2 separate regions of the Sarcophilus harrisii genome follow, and region 1 is linked to region 2. Evidence: chromatin contacts called from public Hi-C data. All regions are on one chromosome and are shown on one strand. Each heading gives the region's core, a stretch centred on a gene start, on an enhancer-like site or on the middle of the called end of the contact. The rest is flanking DNA. Distances are from core to core; before and after follow the strand shown. Region 1 holds the start of SMIM29 (small integral membrane protein 29). Region 2 holds the start of LOC100923620 (40S ribosomal protein S10).

Evidence for each region. Hi-C and Micro-C count contacts between places; a contact is called where the count stands out from the background.
Region 1: a Hi-C map of heart shows a contact between it and region 2, with 6 times the contacts expected there. The contact joins the promoter of SMIM29 here to the promoter of LOC100923620 in region 2. A contact is called at or near these places in 2 of 3 Hi-C or Micro-C datasets (fibroblasts and heart).

Annotation. Positions count from the first base shown.
Region 1 is chr4:282,459,802-282,465,267 of mSarHar1.11, forward strand. SMIM29 (small integral membrane protein 29) reads left to right here and starts at 1,657. Exons shown (of 5, transcript XM_031965042.1): 1 at 1,657-1,968; 2 at 3,230-3,427; 3 at 3,562-3,608; 4 at 4,161-4,266; 5 at 4,469-5,466. The coding sequence starts at 3,317. The coding sequence ends at 4,534. HMGA1 (high mobility group protein HMG-I/HMG-Y) reads right to left here. Exons shown (of 6, transcript XM_031965044.1): 6 at 5,123-5,466.
Region 2 is chr4:282,327,271-282,333,213 of mSarHar1.11, forward strand. It overlaps LOC100923620 (40S ribosomal protein S10), which reads left to right and starts at 4,197. Exons shown (of 6, transcript XM_003770720.4): 1 at 4,197-4,315; 2 at 5,275-5,424. The coding sequence starts at 5,275.

The DNA.
Region 1 (5,466 bases), core at 407-2,906, 130 kb after region 2:
GAAGGATTCCTACATTTTTTTTGTCCTGCCTTATTAAGTCTAATAAATGTACTTAGAATATCATCTTTCGGCTCCATGCTTTCATCCGTGTTCTTCTCCATGACTGGAACAAATTCTTTCTGTATCTTCAATTCCCTAATTTCATTCAAAGCTCATCTCAGATGCCAGTTTCTATAAGATACTATTTCTGAAGTCCCCGGGGGTAATTGTTTCACTTTTGTCCTATCATTGACTCTGAGCTTGCATCCCTCTGGGGATGACTCACTACCTTCTGCTTCTCCCCCAATAAAGGAACAGATTCAACCGTGCAGCTTCTAGGATTCCTTGCAGCTTGGATGATCTGTTCTGTAACCATTACACAGTGTGTTCCAAAAGTCTTAGTTCGGTTCTGAGACATGAAGGTTTAAAATTACATTAAGACTTTTGGAGCACCTTGCATGTGTGTTTATATCTAGATACATAACATATGTAATACACATATGTATATATAAATATACACACATATACAACATGTAATAATTACATGTGCCTCCAATATTCTTTTCAGTGCATCCTTTGCCTACTATCTACACTCTGGAGGGGAACTGCTATATAATCACCCATTTTTGCCCTAACACCTTCCGTTCTTGTTCTATTAGACTGGAAGCTCCCTGAGGGCAGGAACTGCATCTTCACAAAAGAAGACCCCACTGAAAAGTAGCAGTGGTGTTAACAAACCCCTTATCTGTAAGCGTTCTTGAGTGGTCTCTTGTCCTTTACGTATGTGAATTCAGACAAGTCACCTATGGGGGTGGGGGGGTGGGGGTCTTTTCCCTTATTCATAAAATGAGAGTGTCGGACCGGGGAAAGGCCCTTTTCCAGCTTTGTAAAAATCAGTTTGAGTAAATGTACAAAAGTATGAGCCGTTATTGCCATTCTTTGCCTCGCCCTCTCTTCCTTCCTGGGTGCCGCAGATGGAAAGGATGAATTCAGTCCGTGGTCCATCCTGGACTAGCAGGCAAATCCCTCCTAAGAACATAGCAACGGGCAGGGGTGTCTCTCTGCGCCCCAAAGGCCAAGGTCTGTTTACCGTGGAAAGCAGGATCCACTGGATCCACTGGGGGCAGATTAATGAGTCAGATAGGCTTGGGGAGCTGCCAAAGGCGAGCCACCAGGAGATACTCGGGGGGAGGGGCGGGGTTAGTTTATATATTTTGTTGGAAATTCGGTTAAGTTTTCCTTCTCCTCTCCCATAACAGTTTCCCAGCTGCTATTATTTCTAGGTGAAGGTGCGGAGGGTATCCTGGAAACTGCAGGAGAACGGACGCCGTAGCATCTCCATTTTCTTTGCCAGTCTCAAAGGATGCTGGGAAAACAGGTTTCTCTCTCTTCTCTTTCCCCCTCCCTTCCTCCTTGACCCTCCCCTAACCCTCTCGGGCTCTGCAGCCCTCTGCTGCCCCCTGACGTCTCGTTCTGGCCCCTGCGGCTCACAGCCGCGCCCTCCGCTTCCGTCCTCCGGGAGCAAGTTGGTCCCGCCCCCTCCTTCTCTTTCTTTGTAATTGGTGGCTCAGAGACTCCGCCCCTTTTTCCATTTGGGGCTGGCCGTGCTTTTTACATCTCAGGCCTCGCCCATCTCCTCCCTTCGGATTGGCTGCTGCCTGGCTTCTGGGCCCCGCCCATTTACCCGGGGCCCCGCGTCATGCGCTGCTCCGGCGGCTTCCGGGGGGCGGGTGGGGGTGGCGGGGGGTCCTTGCGTGCAGCCTTGAGGAGGCCGCGTAAGCTGGGGCACAGCCGCGGGAGGTAAGGCCGTTTGGCAGCCCCGGGGGGCTGCAGAGCGCGGGCCCGGTGTCCGAGACCCGGAGCGCAGAGGCCTGCTCGGACAGAGGCCGCTGTCTGGCTCCCCCGGAGCACTGCACCCCATTCCCCTCCCACCCGGCCCCGGAGCGTCCGGAGGCGCTCGGACTGCGGGAAGTGAGAGAAGATGAGCAGGTGCACTGGAAGGGAAGTGGCTCCGGGGCAGAGCAGGCCCAGGTGCCCAGAACCAGGCCGGGCTGTGCAGAGCTGGGGAGGCGGGGATGTGTGGGCCGGGCCGGAGAAACACGGGGGCCAGCCCCGCACGCCCTGCCCGCCGGGAACTTGGAGGGTGGGGCGCGCTGCTTCTGGAAGCTGCCCGGAGACACTGACTGCATGAGCCTGAGGGCCTCCTCCCCCATCTCGGTGTGATGTCACCTGCTCCGGACGTCCTCGGGATTTTCGGAACTGGGGGCTGGGTCATGTTGATGCTGCTCGTCCCTAGGCCCCTCCCCTCACTGTCCAACCTCATGCCACACTGAGGGTGCTACATGGGAGATCATGACATCATCCCTTCTCTAAGCCCACCCCAAATTTCCGGCCCTGGTCTTGTGGCGCTTCTTCCAAGCCTTAGGGGCGGGCTGTCTTTTGCTGGGATGAAGGTGTATCTTGCCATCCCCCAGAGGTGGCTTCGGGAGTGGGTGGGGCTGCCAACTTGGTGCTCTTCTTGGAAATGACTCTGAGGGTGCTCCTATGAGCTTCTCCAGCCCAGTCTGGCCTTGGTCCCAGAAGGTGGGGGTGAAACGTGTGTCGTCAGGTGGGTTCCAGCACCCCTTACTTATGAGGTAGGGTTTCCCTCTTGGCACTTAGAACCTGCACACCGCCGTCCCTCGTAGTCTTGAATTAAAAGTCTGAAGTGGGGAGTGGAACAAAGACAGAGTATTTTAAGAAGCGGACAGAATCTTAGACCGATGAACTCGGTAGTTCAACTTTTTCATTTAAAAGATAAAAAAGAAAGACCACAGGCTCCAGAGAAGGTTATGTATGACTTCTCTGGTTGAGACCACACCTATGGGATTTGAACCCAGGTGTGGTACATTCTATTAGTGGATTAGGAGAGACATCTGAATTTGAAGCTGTTTTGCCACTTACTGGTTTTGTGGCCCCTGAACAAGTTTCTTTTTGGGCCTCAGTTTCCTCCACTGTAAAAAGGTGATTTTCCTATTTGTATTTGTTTTAAAACCCTACCTTTCCACCTTTCTGCCTCAAAGTGCTGTCGTGAGAAATTTATAAATCCGAAAGCCCCATAGAAATGTGAGTTAGTATTATTATTGTTCTTGCACAGCGTCCTGAGGCCTCGGGTAGGGAAAGGGCAAGGTTAAGGTCAGCCTCCTGGAGGGGTTCAAGGTTTGAATTGCACCCTGAATGAAATGGAGAACTTTTGTGCTCCTGACCCCAGGGACCCAGGTGGATGTGTCCCTCCCGAAGTGCCCCATGCTGACGGCTCCTCCCTGCTGTTCCTGCCCCTGCCCTAGCTGCTGGTGTGATGAGTAACACGACTGCACCTAGCGCCCCCAGGGCTGCCAGCGATTCCATGGTGGGCTATGTGCTTGGCCCCTTCTTCCTCATCACCCTAGTAGGAGTGGTGGTGGCTGTGGTAAGGAGAGAAGCCCTTATCCTTATCCCTCCTTGTACCTCTCATTATCCCAAAGACTCTTCCTAGGGTGATGGAAGGATGTTGGAGGTGGGAATTGGGGAGGGGGGGTGACCAGCCCTCTAACCCCCATCTAGTGTATTTTGTCTTTATTGCAGATGATGTACATCCAGAAGAAGAAACGGTAAGTGCTTGTTTAGGTACAAAGGGAAGCAGGCAGCTCTTCCTGATGGAGGGGGAAGAGGGACAGGTGAAGGCAGCATTGTTTTGGGAGGTGATGCTACTTCAGCCTGGGGACCTCTTCAATTGGACAGCTAGGTGGCGCACTGGACAGAATACTGGAAGCTAGGTCAGGACTGGTGTTCAGATTATGCTTTAGTCACTTAATGTCGGTGTAGTGCGAGGCTCTGTGCCTCAGTTTCCCCACTTCGTAGGGTACTAAAGATCAAATGTCTGCAGTGTTTTGCAAACCTTAAATTACTGGTAGTTTCAACAACTAAACTAAAATACCTAGGTATTTTACATCCTGTGAGGCCGTCTATTTCCAATCTCCCATCTGTTGTAACAACTCCGATAGCTGGTTCTCTTGAGTGCTTTAGTGGGTTTGGGAAGGTGGGGAGTGGTCAGGTTACTTATTTCAGGTGAAAGTATATTTTGCCTTAGAAGTTCTCAATGTCTGTTTTGGGGTCTAATGCCACTTGGTCAAAGGGGAATTGGGGGACTCCTTCCTTCCCAGGGTGGACAGGCTCCGGCACCACCTGCTGCCCATGTACAGTTATGACCCAGCAGAAGAACTGCATGAAGCTGAGCAGGAGTTGCTCTGTGAAGTGGGGGATCCCAAGGTGAGTGGGCCAATTTGATTGGGAGCCTGAGCGTCCCTTAACCTTGAATTCCTGAAAGGAGGGGGAGTGAGGAAATACCTTTCTGATCAGGGTTGGGGACCATGTTTAAAATACTTTTCCTGCCACCTAATGGGAATGTCCAGAAATCAGGACTGCAGCAGGTAGGAACAGGACATTTCAAGCTACCTTTTCCTCCTTACAGGTGGTCCATGGCTGGCACAGTAGCTACCAGCACAAACGGATGCCCCTTTTGGATGTGAAGACATAATCTAAGGAAACAGCACACCAAATCCTGGCCCTATTGGAGATGATCTTTTCACTCCTTTACAGGAGTCCAGAATTGCTTATTTCTGTTATCTCTGCTGAAAAGCCTCCTGGCCTTACCCTTGCCCTACAATAGGCTATACAAGCCCTTAATTGACCTGCTGGCTGGGACAGCTATCCTTCGTTTAGGCTGGGATCCCTCCCCCCACCAAGGGGCTACTCAACCATTATTCTTTGCTTGGCAAACCATAAAACTAGGAGGGAATAGGATTTACTTGGACTTATTGTACTGCTTCCCTTTCCCCCCTCCCCCATTTCAGCATGCTCAAAGCCCTTGCTACTGTTGAGTTCAGGGTAAAGGTTTCCTAGGGATGGCTTTGTTTATATTATACAGTATATATATATTTTGTAAATAAAACGTTTTGTGAATGGGAGTGTGACTTGAGATAGTTCTGGCTGAGGAGAAAGCACTTCTACTTCCCAATTTAGTCCCTCTTTTAGTTCCAGAAGATAACTTGCAAAATGTCCACTTGAGAACACAAAGTAACCTATGGCTATCTATCCAATACCCCCTAAATAAGATTACTTCATCCAGAAAAAGGAGTTTATTTTTATTCAAGTAACTGCAAATAGGAAACCAGAGTGGTGGGGCCTCACAATAGTCTGGGACCACCCTTTCCCCCACTTAGGCTGAATCTCCTTCCCTTAACCCTCCCAACTTGGAGATTATCAAAGGAGGGAGGATAGTAGTGGAGTTGGGCAACTCCCCAACAATGTCACTTTTTTTAGTAAACTAGGCCTGGTATCCACTATTTCCCCAAGCCCTCCTTGTGATGATTTGGGGAGGATGAGCAGGGTGGATGGAGGAGGGATAGAGAGGGCAGGTGAAAATGAGAACTAACAAAACCTCATGGCTGAATGTCTGGAAGCCACAGA
Region 2 (5,943 bases), core at 2,947-5,446:
TCAGTCAACAAGCATTTATTAACATCTTATTTTATTATTACTATGTGGGCATGAATATCTTTCAAGATTTAATTTTTTTCACTTCTCAGAAATAATATCATGAATATTTAAGTGTTTGCTGTATATCAGATCTTGTGCTAAGTGATGGTGAGTGCAATGGGAAACTGAGGACTTCTCAGAATAAGTCATTTGATAATTCCAGACCCAATTTCAAAGATCTGTTAATCATTAAGACTCTGGGAAGGAGAACAAAAGGCTTGCTAGTAGAAATATCTGATCTCTTGGATCTTTACTTAATTGTTTAGAGAAGAATCTAACTATTTGGATTTGAATTCAGGAAGATGAGCCTTCTTGATTTCAGGTGGAGCACATCATACACTATGGCACCGCTTAGTTGTCTAACCCAAAACATTAGGTGCATAATTGTAATATTCTCTCTAAAATGTAATGTTCTCTGTTGAGGTTTCCTTGGGGTCTGTGGAGGCAGCCTTCGTTTCAGTTCAGTAATCACCACACAAGTAGCCAGGGAATTAAAGTCCAAAACCTTTATTGTCTCCTTCAAAGTCCTATCTCCTTCACTTGGGGCTCTTCTAGTTTTTTTGGAGGCTTATCTTTCTCCTTGCTTTGGAGAGCTTGAGCTCCCACCTGCCTTCTCTGGCTTCTGAATCTCCCCGAATCCTAAGATTTGACCTTCAACCTCCAGCCACCACAAAGGTGGAAGATGGAATGAATCTGTCTCAGCCTCTGAGAGTTTCTAGTGAGACTACTTCTCTGGCCTTGAGAGCTTCTTGCTTATGTCCACCAATGTACACCAATCATTATATCACTAGGAAACCATTATTTGTTGTAGGATTAAATCAATGCTAAACTAAAGTTAACCACTGTCTCCTCAATTACACTTAGTACCTCGTTTCAAGTTCTGGCCCATAACATCTCCTTGTAGGATTAAATCAATCATACTGAACCATGCTAAATTAGATAACTATTGTCTCTATCAATTCCACTGACTTAGTACCTTGTAAGAATCCTTTGTTTCTAGTTCAGTGTTCTGGCCCCTAACACTTTAAATCCAATGTAAATCCAATCCATAATACATAATAAATAGTTTCCTTTCTTTTAAGGAGTGGAGGAGTTACAATTTATTTCAGTGAAAGAGTATCCCTACCAATGAAGTTATGGATTTTTGAAATATTGAAATAAAGAAAATATTTCTCTTGCCTTAGTCATTGCCATAGTGAATAGAGCTTTGAACCTGGAGTCCATGTTCCAATCCTGCGACATATTAATTAGATGAGCATCAGTAGTCTCTGTGCCTCAGTTTCCTCATTTGTATAATGAAAGGGTTGGACTTGATGGCCTCTAAGATTCCTTCCAGCTCTAAATCCATGATCCAAGTGGCAGGACAGAATTCACAGCTCATATTGTTGTTTCAGCTACTATATAGACTCAAAAATGGTAATGACAAATTCAGATAGAAACAGGACCACCAAACCATACATAAGGATACCAGCAGGTCACATAATGATTTAGAAAACCATATTAATATTGTCTATACTTTATTGCATTTTATTTATTTTCTTAAATATTTCCTAATTACATATTAATCTGGTTCAGGCCACACTCAGGACTCATATGTTTAATATCTCTGATACAAAGCATAAATTTATATATATATTTTCAAATAAATACACTTCTTCCTCCTCCCCTTTTGAGTTCAAATCCAATCTCAGGCACTTAGGTACTTACTTCCTATATGATACTGAGCAATGCACTTAACCTCCATTTCCCTCAGTCTCCCTATTTGTAAAACACCTATTTCCCAGAGTTGTAAGTATTAAATGATATATGTAAAATGTTTTGCAAGCCTTAATGGGCAATGTAACTTCTAGGTGGTGGTAGTAGTAGTAGTAGTAGTAGTAGTAGTAGTAGTAGTTTGAAGTACTGGGTTAGATAGCCCCTATGAAACACTCAGTGCCACAATTTCTAAAGAATCAAGAGTCGGTGACCAAAAGGGCAATGGAAAGGTATTTGGAGGATGGAAATGGAGTGTAGAATATGAACAGTAAATGACTCTAGTGCAAGAAAAGAGTAGAGGGTAATGGTGGCATTAGAAGGATCATTTAGAAAATGTCTGATCAGAACAGGAGGTATCATGTATCAAGAGTGAGAACTAATTGATGGATCATCTATCTGCTGCACTGTTGGCAGGCTGCTTTACTGGAGCAAGCTCTAGCAATGGCTCTGAATGCCATATAAGAATACTGAATGTGCCCCAGGTAGATATGCATGGTACCAGGGAGAAAAATTAGAGAAACAGGTTCTCAATGGTGTTGGATGAACTTTTCTGAAAACTCCAAAGTTCTTCTCTTCTTGAAAGGAGATACTCTGCCTACACTTTCCTCTTTAAACAAATTGACAGATGACCTATTATACTTCTTGATTAGTATAAGTGAAAAGGGAGGGAAACTGTTCCCTTTAAGATGATCACTCTTAAAGATTGTATCCCCTTTTCTGATCTCAGAGATCAGGATCTCCCAGGCTCCAAGAAGTCTAGAGACTAAGGATAAGAGAAGCAATACTTACTATTCAAGGACTAATCAACTCCCATACAAATTTTAAATTCTCATTCAATTGAGGAATCCCTGGTCTGATCAGCTTGGGCTGTCCCAGCCCCAACCAAGATATCCAATATAACAACTTCTAGAGCTAAGCTGCCAGGACCCTTCTGCCCACTGAGAAAGCATTCTCAGCACCAAATTCCATTTCCCAATAGATCTTTGCCACTATAGAAGTCAGTCCCTTAGCAAACTGATTTCAATTTTCAATGCAAAACTTTCATTTTGCAATTAATAATTTGGGAATAAGTGAATTCTTTCACTTTTAAACCTGCAGCCTATAAAGGGGATATTTAATAGCTCTCTTATTGCCACTAACCCCATGACCACCAGGAACTGAGAGCATTCAAACCTCATCATAAGGACATATTGCATGAATTAACAACTGCAAGGAAATTTTATCCAGAATTAAATCTGTATTAAAAGACATTAAGAAGAAAGATGTTTTAAATTTAAAATCTCTTTTAAATGTTGAATTATATAGGAAATGTTTGTGAACAATCCAAAAAGTAATAAAAAAAAATCTTGGCTCTTTTGTGCAGTTATTTAACATGAGTAAAAACTAATACATGTATTTGAGTCCAGGCAAACTGAAATGGAGCTGGGACAAAGAACAATTCTATATACATTCTTGCTATGGATAAGTAAGGGGTGATATCATTTCTATATTTTGCATTTGGGGGAAAAAAAACAAAAAATAAATTTATACTGAGGGATCTCTAACTCTTTTGTCCAGGGTTCTTGTTGATGTTATATGAATTAGTGGTAGTTTTTTTTTTTTCCTTTCCCTTTCTCTCTGGCCACTATTTGAAAAGGAGGGTTTTATCCAATATGTTTTTTCTTCTCTCTCTGTGCTTGGAGGATAACTTTTTTTTTTAATTGTCTGGAATTCTAAGCAAAAATATGCTAGTCTACCACATTACTAGAAAGGAATCAATGTAGGCAATGAAATGCTGCTACCTTTTAGCAGCCTAGCGCTTTTTTGCATCCATAATATATACTTTAACTGGTGACCAAAAGCACAAAGCGCCTTCATATAAAACCTATCTTTCTCAAAATTTCTTTGTGATGTCTTCATTTAGAAAGAAGGAAAACTCATGCCCAAATCAAAAGAGATCATTTTTCTTTTGGTTATTAAATTAGTCTAAAAAAAAACTAAGACAAGTAGGTGGAAAAAACAATATACTATATGGCACAGAAAAAAAAAATGGGTGAAATTCATTATGGAGGGTAACTTGAGAGAGTCTCAATTGCTCCATGATTCCATAACTGTACTCGATCAAAAAAGGTTCAGCAGGGAATCTTAAGAAAAGTCAGCGCCAGCCACAGTCTCCATTTCACTTCCTAGCATTCTCTGTGCGCGGAAATCTTCTCTTTTATCCCCTGTGCGTTCTCTACAGGACTAAACCTTCCAATGGGATTTTTTTCTTGAAGAGAGGGCTGGTCATCCGGATGCTTTTCCTTAGAGAGCGCACGCTTGCATCATTTAAAGGAAACTAACGGCGGAAGGTCATGAAAAGGTGCCCTTAAGATTCCCTGGAAGCTTTCAATCAGGCATTGACGAAGACACCCAAGGCGCTCCTGCTCCTGACGTCATTTATAGGGTCCTTAGCGAAGCCCGGAAGAGAAGCCGCGCTGCGCATGCTCTTTCCTTTCTATCCCGGGCTCCGTGTAGAGCAGCACCCGTCGCCTCCGCCAAGGTAAGCCGAGTTTGGGGCCTTTTCTTTAATCCGCACCGCATCGGGCCCATCTCGGCGCCGACATCCCCGGGCGCACGTGGCCTTGGATCTGCGAACGTTCCTACCCTCCAGAGTGCCTTTATTTTTGGGACGCAAGAAAGGAAGCCCGATGGCATTGGGGTGGAAGCCAGCCCGGCAAGAGGGGGAGAGCGGGCCAGGCCGCGGCCCGTATTTGGGACCCCGAGGCCCTGCGGGGGATGGGAGGCACGCTCACCCGGCTCTTCTCTAGGGAAAGGTACTTGGCCCAGTCTCGGCCCCGGAGCCCTCCTTTCCTGCCTGGGAGTAGAGCCGGGCACGGGGCGCGGGGCGGGAGGCTGGAGAAGCGGGAGGCTTCCGTTTGGACTTGGCGGGCTCTGGGGTTAGGTTAAAGGATCGGTCATAAGGACGTAGGTGGAGATTTTGGGGTTTGGAACCAGAGGAACAATTATCCACTCCAGTTCCTTCTGTTTTCCAAATTGGGAAAGTCAGATTCTGAAACTCGCCGGCAGAATTTGCATCCACATATTTTGACACCATATCTAGGGATCGTCATCCCTATTTATTACTGCGTGAACTTGACTCTTGATTTTTCTATATGAAATTGGACAGGTATAGTCAAGAAACTGGGGGAAATGAAAATGAAACTTATCTAAAATGGCGTTTTTCTTTTTTTAGTCGCTGCTTTTATCCTGGTATAAATGGGCTGCTTCCAAGCACTTGATTCAACCAACTAGTTGCATGGAATAATTTTTTTTATTGCTAAGGATTTAGAATGAAGGTTAAGCTGCATGGAGTGTGAAGATTAGCTACTCTGCAGATATGTTTTAAAATTTAGAACTTGATTTGGAGGCAGTCTTGGGCTTCTTAGGTGACAGAATTGTCTAGAGGTGTTTGTCCAGTAATTGGCTATATTTCTCAGGCTTTTTATTATTGTCTTTTAGATGTTGATGCCTAAGAAGAACCGAATTGCCATCTATGAACTCCTTTTTAAGGAGGGTGTAATGGTAGCCAAGAAGGATGTCCACATGCCAAAGCACCCTGAGCTGGCAGACAAGAATGTGCCCAATCTCCATGTCATGAAAGCCATGCAGGTACAGTGGGAGAAGGGTAGGCAGTGATTCAATTTTAAAATTTGTCCAGTTCCTTGGTGGAATTTGGGAATGTTTGAAATAATTCCAGAAACTTAACTTGTCCATTCTGCCCATTGAGGGGTAAAAAATTATAGCCAGCATTTATTTGGTGCATATTGTGTACTGGGCACTGTGTTAAATGGTTTATATCTACAGTCTCATTTGCTTTTCACAACAACTTTGGAAGTTAGGTGCTATTTTTATCCTTATTTTACAAATGAGGAAACTTAAGATGAAGGGATCAAATGAATTGCCCAGGGTGACACAGCTAGTAAGTTAGTGTAAGTAGTAAGTTCCTTCCTCATTGTAGGTAGCACGATCTAACTGCCCAGTATTAAAGGTTACCAGAATAGACTTAATTCCAAAATATCCTCATTTTCCTAAAGCATAGGTCTGTTCTTATTTCCCTCCACTCAGTGAACTCCATAGACTTCCTGTTATTCCTTTTTTTTGGCATTTTAAGCTACTACCTTGCCACTT